Linked DNA regions of Mus musculus: all the other regions are linked to region 3. The links are chromatin contacts, called in public promoter capture Hi-C maps. All regions are on one chromosome and are shown on one strand. Each heading gives the region's core, a stretch centred on a gene start, on an enhancer-like site or on the middle of the called end of the contact. The rest is flanking DNA. Distances are from core to core; before and after follow the strand shown.

What was found. Capture Hi-C pulls out chosen DNA fragments and counts their contacts.
Region 1: a contact with region 3 is called in a promoter capture Hi-C map of adipose tissue. The contact joins the promoter of Lamc3 here to the promoter of Abl1 in region 3. A contact is called at or near these places in 5 of 115 datasets of contacts at active chromatin or transcription factors (embryonic hindbrain, embryonic stem cells and large pre-B cells) and 2 of 9 other capture datasets (adipose tissue and liver).
Region 2: a contact with region 3 is called in a promoter capture Hi-C map of pancreatic islet. The contact joins the promoter of Fibcd1 here to the promoter of Abl1 in region 3. A contact is called at or near these places in 1 of 484 Hi-C or Micro-C datasets (CD4 T cells), 2 of 115 datasets of contacts at active chromatin or transcription factors (both in embryonic stem cells) and 3 of 9 other capture datasets (adipose tissue, embryonic stem cells and pancreatic islet).

The regions. Positions count from the first base shown.
Region 1 is chr2:31,885,878-31,888,577 of GRCm38.p6, reverse strand. Lamc3 (laminin gamma 3) reads right to left here and starts at 1,297. Exons shown (of 28, transcript NM_011836.4): 1 at 835-1,297. The coding sequence starts at 1,234.
Region 2 is chr2:31,844,459-31,847,283 of GRCm38.p6, reverse strand. Fibcd1 (fibrinogen C domain containing 1) reads left to right here and starts at 1,279. Exons shown (of 7, transcript NM_178887.4): 1 at 1,279-1,573. The coding sequence starts at 1,502.
Region 3 is chr2:31,758,603-31,761,302 of GRCm38.p6, reverse strand. It overlaps Abl1 (c-abl oncogene 1, non-receptor tyrosine kinase), which reads right to left and starts at 1,364. Exons shown (of 11, transcript NM_009594.4): 1 at 1,188-1,364. The coding sequence starts at 1,266.

The DNA.
Region 1 (2,700 bases), core at 48-2,547, 130 kb before region 3:
TGTAGCTCAGGGGAAGAGTGCTTAGCTCACAGGCTTCATTCTGCGGCTGTAAGCTGCTCTCAAATGAGATCCAGTAACAAAATGTATGAATATTGGCCCTTACTAGGATACACCAAGGTTAGAAATCGCCTCAGGTCACGTTTAGTGTCAAAATGAGTTATGAAAATACCAAATCCAAGTTATCAAACCTTTGGAAGATTTACACAGTATTCAGGACATAGCAAGGAACCTGAGGAGATCGCTGGGCTCATCTGAACTTGGAGTGGGTAGAGAATAGTCCAGTTTCAAGGTAGAAGTGGACCCCTGGGTTCCCAGCCTCAAGGGCCTTGTGCTCCCTCATCTTGCCTCAGTCTGGGTGGAGCAATCAAGAACAATGCGGAGGGGCCACTCGAAACGCCCAGGCTGGCTATCCAGTGGCAGGAAGAAACTGGCTGTCCTGCCCAGGGTACTACAGCATTCACATTTGGTGGCAACTGCCCTAACGCCCATTCCCAAACTGCTCACAGCGTCAGAGGTCCGTCCACAGGGCATCGAAGCTGACCGGATTACAAGTTCGGGTCTTAGAGGATGGATCAGATAGATCATCATGGAAGTATGACCCCCACCTTCCTTAACAGTTCTTCCAGGGAATTGTTGCTGTACCCAGTTCCACAGCTGAGGGGAGCCTTCTGCTCCCCCAAGCCCTTAGGGGAGCCCCCTGGGCTGACCTCTTGCTACCCAGGGCTTGCAGGTTCTGACTCCTTACCCGTGGGGTGCTGCAGTCTGCCCCAGCGTGCACAGCCCTCTGCCTGGGCCTCCATGGTTTGGATATAAGGTGACAGGGTGCATGCTTACCTAAGCTCAAGGTCAGGTTAACAGAGGTGGGGTACTGCACCCCGAAGGCCATGGATGGGCTCTGCCACCAGGTGCTGTCATCGGGGCTGTGGAAGTCTGTGAGGTAGGAGGCGTCGTGGCGTCGTCCGGGGTCAGCATCGTCGCAGCGCTGGCACTGTAGCCCAGCCCCTGGTGCCCCCACGTGTGGACAGAAGTCCTCCGGGGGCCGTCCGCACGTGTGGGAGGCCTCGGCGCGTCGGCCGAACGCCGCGTTCTCGAACTCAGGCAGACAGCGCTGTGCGCGTCCCACACCGTCGTAGCAAGAGCCCATGTCCGCGCCTGCCGCGAAGTGTGTCTCCTGAATCACCAGCGCCATCGATGCCACCGTTGCCAGGAGGGACAGGACCCTGGATACAGCCATGGTCCTCGCCCCGCTCTGCACTGCTCCGGGATCCACTCTACGCTGCGGTCTGCGCTTAGCCCCTCTGCGCTCCACTGGCCCCTGGAGTCCTCCCCTGCAGGCGGAACCCGACGGCATCTGAGGGCGGGACCCATGCAGGCGACACCCCACCATCCGAGCTCCGTCCCTTCGTGCTCACCCCCACCTGCTGGACGTGCCTGGGAGTGCCTGCTTGTTCTGGCTGGGTCGTGGACTCGGGAACTGTGAACCTGGCTCCACAGTCCTCCCTGCAAAATGGTCTCGGTAGAGACACCAAGTTATTCTGCTAATGCGGCTCTTCTATGGAAGCTCTGCACTTGTGTACCTTCCTGAGCTGAAAGGCAAGACAAGCGCAGGTCTTCACCTGACAGAATGACCTTTGGCAGTTTTCCTCCGTACCTGTCCAGTGTTCTCTGTCAAAAGTGTTGCGCTCCTGGCGTCTCCTCCCAAAGCAGATATTGTCACCTGGGATTTATCAAAAGGCTTCCTCTTATCAACAGAGGCCTCCCCTTCTCTCCACCAAACTAATGTCCTTCCCAAGGCACCTTCTGGCCCTTGTAGACAGTAAAACAAAATGATCCCATGGGAGCGGGACACCGTCAGATTCCCACAGCCACGGTTGGATAGATCCAGTAAGACTCCAACCCTGCATGAAAGTTATGATCAGGGTTAAGGAAGTGGTTCTCTTGGGGTCTGGCATGGGTAGTCAGGGGTACAGGGCAAATTGTGGTAGGGAGCCTTGTGCTAGCCCCCTCTGGGGCCTCCTTCCTTACACTGCTAGCTAGATACAGGATCACAAGGACACCTTGAGAGGAGGACAAAGGCAAGTTTGGGATGAAAATGGACTCCTGTTGCTGTGGACGCGGACCACCAAGGAGGCCCATGTTCTTTGCCTCTGTCTGCAGAGCAGACTCCTGCACCCCTAATATCTCTTAATCAAGGGCTCAGCTTGGGTGAGGTCCTTAGATACTGTCTCAATTCAACCTACAAGGCTTCTATTGATTTCCTTGAGAGACTGAGTAGGCGAGAGACCCACACTGCACAACACAGAAGCCATTAGTCACATGATATCTGGGCCCCTTCTGTATCACCCATGGGGCTGTGGCAGAGCCCACACCTTGTCTCACTAAGACTGCCCCCGAATCTTCTCCTTCTATCTGCCTTTGCAGCCAGGGTCCCTGGAGCTAGCTTCTGTCCTTCTGGACGAATATTCTGGTATACATGAGGTCCCAGAGAAAGAAGGTTTCTCTACATATTTCACTTCTATAGCCTGTGTTGAGATCCCTGTGTGCTAACCATAGCCCTAATGGTGCACGCATGTGCACACGAGCACACACACACACACACACACACACCTCTGCTGCAGTCAGCACCAGCTGTACTGTAGTGACAGTGGCTTCCCTGGGAACAGTGTTCTGTGTGGCAGCCTCTGAGGTCCCTCCAACCTT
Region 2 (2,825 bases), core at 30-2,529, 86 kb before region 3:
AGAGAGGTTCAGTGGCCAGTAATCACAGTTTCCTGCTTAGGCCTGAAGGATCTCTGGGTCACCTACAACCCTCTTAAGTGATGAGGGAGCATGGGGGAGGGGTGTGTGCAGGGCGACACATGTTCATCCTCTAGGATGTGGGCTTCTGACCCCAGCCTGGGGTGACTGGGCAGTAAGTAACTCCGGCAGCTTACTGTCCGGAAGCCGGGCTGGGACCGCGGGAGACCCCAGCCACCCGGAACACTGGAAGTGCAGACTGTGGGATCCAGTTTCTGGCTGGTGACAGTCTGGAAGGGCACGTGGCCACAGTGCCTAGCTTCAGCTGTGGTCCCGGGACCACTCTGTCTGTGTTAGGCTCGGGCCCCACCCTCGCAAAGCCTGCCCCACGCTTGCCAGGCACCTAGAGGGACGAGAAGAGGGACGTAGACGAAGATGAGGCAACAGACTGGAAACCGGTGGGAGAGAGACGACGCCGGTGCCAGGGAACAGCAAGGCGGCCAGAGCGCCCCGAAGCCGGAAAACAGCTTTAAGAAATAGCGGGGGGCCCAGGCGTCTCTGCGGAGCTGGGGGGAAGGGCGGCTGGCGGGGCTCGGCGTGGGGCGCGTGGGAGCCACGCGGTCGGAGTCACAACAGCAGCTCGTTAACCGCGCAGATTAAGGACTTTGTCAATTACCTCCGAAGGCTGCTCGGGCGGATTAAACGCTTTAAAAAGTGTTGCTAGTGGGAGGGACGACTGAGAAGCCCCCACTGGTGGCTCAGATCCCTCCTCCCGCGGTTGGGATAGCTCCAGGCCGGCTTGGGGGGGGCGGGGCGGAGCGAGGTGTTGTTCGGGACTCCGGGTGGGCAGATGCCATAGGGGCCAGCCTGGCTGCGGAGTCGGGGACTCCAGCACCAGGCCACAGGGCTGGAGATTAGCGGGCCACGCGCACACTTGCCCCGGGACTGGAACCTCGGAGCCCCGAAAGGGTCACACGGTCTCTGCCTAGCCCCTTCCTAGGGACTTAGACGAGTCCCACCCGAGAGGAAGTTTGCGCGGGGCGCCGCAGGGCGCGCAGGTTCCTCGAGGAGCCCGTGGCTGTCGTCACGCTCGCTGCTGCTGAATAGTCCTCCTCACCCCCCAGCGACCGGGCTAGAGCGGGAGTCACTCTTAGAGCCCTCGGGGGGCGCGCGCGCGTGCTCGGGAAGCCGCGGGGAGCAATAAAAGGCCCTGAGGGTCCGAGACGAAGACGCGGAGACTGAGCCGGGAGGAAGAGGGCGGAGCGCGCGGGAGGCGCGGGAGCGGGACGCGGGGACGGCGCGGCGCGGGCGGCTCTCGGAGGCTCGCGCCCGCGCTCCCAGCAATCACACGCGCTCACACGCAGCCTAGCTGGCGGCCGCCGCTCCCGGGCCACCCCGGATCCCCGGCACCGAGGGGACCTCCTGCGAGTGCAACGCACCCTGTGCACCCCTCGCCTCCTTTGCACTCGCCCTTGCCCCGCAACCCCGCTGGTCTTGCTGGAAGATGGTCCACGAGCGGTGGAAGACCGTGGGCAGCGCGTCCCAACTTGAGGACCGACCGCGCGACAAACCGCAGGTACCCACGGGCGCGGGGACGGGTGTGGGGGCTGGAGTTTGGTGAGCTTGTGCAGAGCTTAGTGGGAGCACCTGCTCTCCTCCTCCCCTCAGCGGAGTCTTGAACTCTGGGCTCCCTGCAGAAGGCACCCGCTGCAGCCAGTCCCCACCCCCACCGGAGACCCCTGTGCTTGCTTGTGCAGAGGGAAGAGAAGACCTATAGTTGGTTGTGGATCAGCCCTTCAGTTGGGGACAGCCAACAGATGACCGCGCGCAGAGTCCCGTTCGCCCACAGCCTCAATGGGGGTCCTCCTCACTTGAAATTCCTTAACCTGTGCCAGGCGCCCCGCACATCTTTCCAGGCTTCAAGAACAGGACCGGCCCCCCAGATCCGCCCTCTTTACCTAGGCGCCCAAATTCAATTGGGGAACAGTAAATATTAATCTCCTATAAGAAGCCTAGGCACTGTGATTCTCTGACTTTCAGGAGAGCAAGGCTCAGAGAGGTCCCGCTGCAGCCCGAGGCCACGAAGCCCTACAGGGATTTGAACCTGGGTCTGGCTGATCCTCTCTCCCTACTGCCTCTGCAGGGACAGTGAAGTGTCCCGGCTTGGAGGATGCCCAGGGCTGTGCACTGCACCAGCTGGGACAGAACAGGGAGGGGCTGCTGAGGTACTGGGCATCCGGAGTCGGAAGCAGAGGGGTGGCCGCAGGACTGCCCCAGGCTGGGCCATCAAGGGACTGGCATAGACAAGCGAATTGAGGAGGCCGTTTGCCAAGGAGAGCAGATAATGGGGCTGCCCGTTTTAAATTTTAAATTTCTCCCAGACAGATGTCACTGGGGAAGGAACAGTGAGAGTTTGCAACCAGAGAAGGAGGAGGTGGCAGGGGTGGGCGTGGCCACTCCTCACTAATCAAAGCTGCAACCTGCCTTTCTTTCCGAGTAACACTGGTCTGGTAAGGGGACCGGCTAGCTTGTTTGCAAAGCTGGCTCTTCACTAGTATACACTTCCCATATCCCAGATGAAGATCAGGGAGGTTGAATATGCCCAAGCCACACAGCATGTGGGCCAGAGAGCAGGGACTCTACTTTTCTAACCTCAGACTGGTTCCATTGCCTCCCTGGGTGGTCTGTCCCCCTTCTTAACTCTTCCAGTCTTCACTGTGTCCCCAGGTGGCAGGGCCCTTCCTGCTGAGATCTTAAAGGAGCAGTGGAAACTTCAAGGCTACCCCAACCTGGTCCAGTCTTCCTTCCTTTTGGTATCTTAAAGATCC
Region 3 (2,700 bases), core at 115-2,614:
ATAAGCAACGCATTAACTGAGGATGATTCTGGCCGCTCAGATGCCAACTCTGGGGACAAATAAACCATCTCCCTCCCTCTAAGTGGTAGGCCCTGAGCTCATGCCATCCACACCAAGCTCCTCTCAGGAATCCAGGCCCTGAAATCCCCGGAGGGGCTGAAATCTTACTGTGACTTATAGCGAAGTCCCTTATACTCCCTTCTAGCAAAGGGAGAACATCCTCTACCCGAGCTGGGCACCTAAGTCTGAGCTGGGTCATGTGGGGCCCTGTAGGTCTTTGAGTCAAAGACTTGGAAGGGGGGTCGGGGAAGCAGGTTAGATATTGAAAAGCCTTCAATTCTTTACAATTCAAAACAGTAGAAATCCAAATTGCTCTGAAGAAAACTTTACATTTTTACTCCTATCTTAACTCTTACATGAAACAGCCAGAAAAGCCAGGGCACCACACATCTGTGAGTGCTTCTGCCCTTCTGAAGAAGGCAGCAGTCCCCACAAAGGTCAGCTATACTCTAACAGGCCTGGCCACAGCCGAGTCCCCAGCACTCACCACTCACCCTTTTCCCTTGCCATCCTTTTAGACCCAAACACTAAAGACAACAGGAAGGAGGCATGGAATTGGAGGAGCAGGGTAAAGCAGGCAAAAGCAACAGGCTCCTGGCTCTAAGTTTATGCAAAGAACAAAACATGAGGGGCTCCCTCACCAAGCATCAAACTGGAAGCTCTCAAAACTCCTGGAAATACAAGCAAAACCATTCTTTCTCTTCTAAAAAGAGACAATCCCCAAGACCTCTTCATGGTCTGCAGAAAGGTGGGGGTGGGGGTGGAAAGTTCACATGAAATTCTGTACCCATAAATGGTAGAGCGGGATCCCTTTGTACGCGGCACTTGGTGTAGGTCCACCTTTGTGACATACAATTCCCAGTTGGCAGTGGAAACACCACAACGTGGGCTCACAAGGACCTTAAGGCCTGTGGCACTGACTTTTTCAAACTTTCTGGGCAGGAGCCACACTATGCGCTTGGGCCCCGCCAGCGCCAAAGCCGCGGCTCTCTCTCTCTTTCTGGAAGTCCGAATGAGCCACCAGCACCCGCAGAGGCCTCAGAGGGAGAAGACTGGGGACCTAGAACACACAGGGCACGGGCGGGCAGGACAGTCCTGGTGGGCCCCGCGCCCAGGCCAGGATTTACCTTCCAGGTAGCAGCTGGAGGACGAAGAGAGCCCCTTCTTGGATTTGCAGCCCACCAACTTCAAACAGATCTCCAACATGGTCCCGTGGCCACGGCGAAGGCCCCACCACCCCGGGCCCCCAGCCCCGCCAGGCCGCGCTCCCAGCAGGCCCGCGCCCAGGCCCGCGTCCCGCCTCCCGCCTCCCGCCTAGGCCGGTAACAAAGGGCCCAGCGCCCCGCCCCAGCCGTCCCTTAACCCCTTCCAGGCCAAGGGAAGGCTCCACGCCCTCCCCAGCTGCGTAGCTGCGCTGGCGTAGCCCCTGCCCCTGCCGCGTGTCCGGGAAGGTCGGTGGAAATGCAAATTCCTCTCAAGTTACCAGGACTGGTCTCGGGGAGCGACTGTGATTAAACCTAAAGTGGGTATCTGAGGAATGTGAACAGTCAGGGCTGGAACCCACAGGAATACCGAATACCGGACGCGGGTCCAACCACCCATTTAGACCTGGAGTTGTGAGTTTAAGCTTAGGGAAATGTCTCTATGGTGCGTGTTCATTGTGGGCTGGAATGGCGGTCCTTCCTGACCTCATTTTTACAAGAATTTCCCCTGTTTTTGGTGCCACAGGTAATGTTTGAATCCATTTCACGGTGAGTTTTTGTTTTCCTAAACGCTAGCTCGAGGTTACCAACAAGATTTTAACTAAGCAATGGTCACAGCAGTGGACTACTGGCACTAAGTTGGTGGGAAACAAGGACCCCAACTACAACAAATCTAATAAAAACTCACCCAAGTTCCAATGACAAGGGAAAAATAAACTTATGAAATAATGTCACATAACTAAAAGTCTGGTCCCCATCCTTGCACTTGAAGAGCTGACTGTCCCAGGATGGTTCTCTGAGAAGTGCTCCATGTGCCTTGGTACCCAGAGGGTGCGTGCACCTAATCCTGTGAGGAAAGTTATATCATGACCCAGATTCTTCATGTGAGAACAGACACTCCAGAAGGTCACATGGTGGAAACCAGAAGACTCAACTCAGTCAGGGTCTGCCTGGTTCCAAAGTTTGGTCTCTTGGCTTCTAAGCAGACTGTACCGGATAGCTAGATCCATGACAAAAGTTATCACCTGCCGGGCGTGGTGGCCCACGCCTTTAATCCCAGCACTCAGAAGGCAGAGGCAGGTGGATCTCTGAGTTCGAGGCCAGCCTGGTCTACAGAGTGAGTTCCAGGACAGCCAGGGCTATACAGAGAAACCCTGTCTCGAAAAGCAAAAGAAAAAAAAAAAAAAAACAGTGCCATGACTGTGCCTGTGACAGGCCTCTCAGCCAGGATGTCACACACTTTTCGTGCTAATCAACCCAAAAATGTGTCTGTGCCAAAAATGTGTCTGAAGCCAAGTGGACCTACTTTGCTGCCAGAACAGGCCTCACAAGTACCCAGGGGACTTTCAGAACTCACGCCATTCAATCTCCTGGAGAAAAGGACCAGAGTGCCCAGGAGGCAAGGGTACCAACTGGATACTTTCCTGATCCTGGGAGA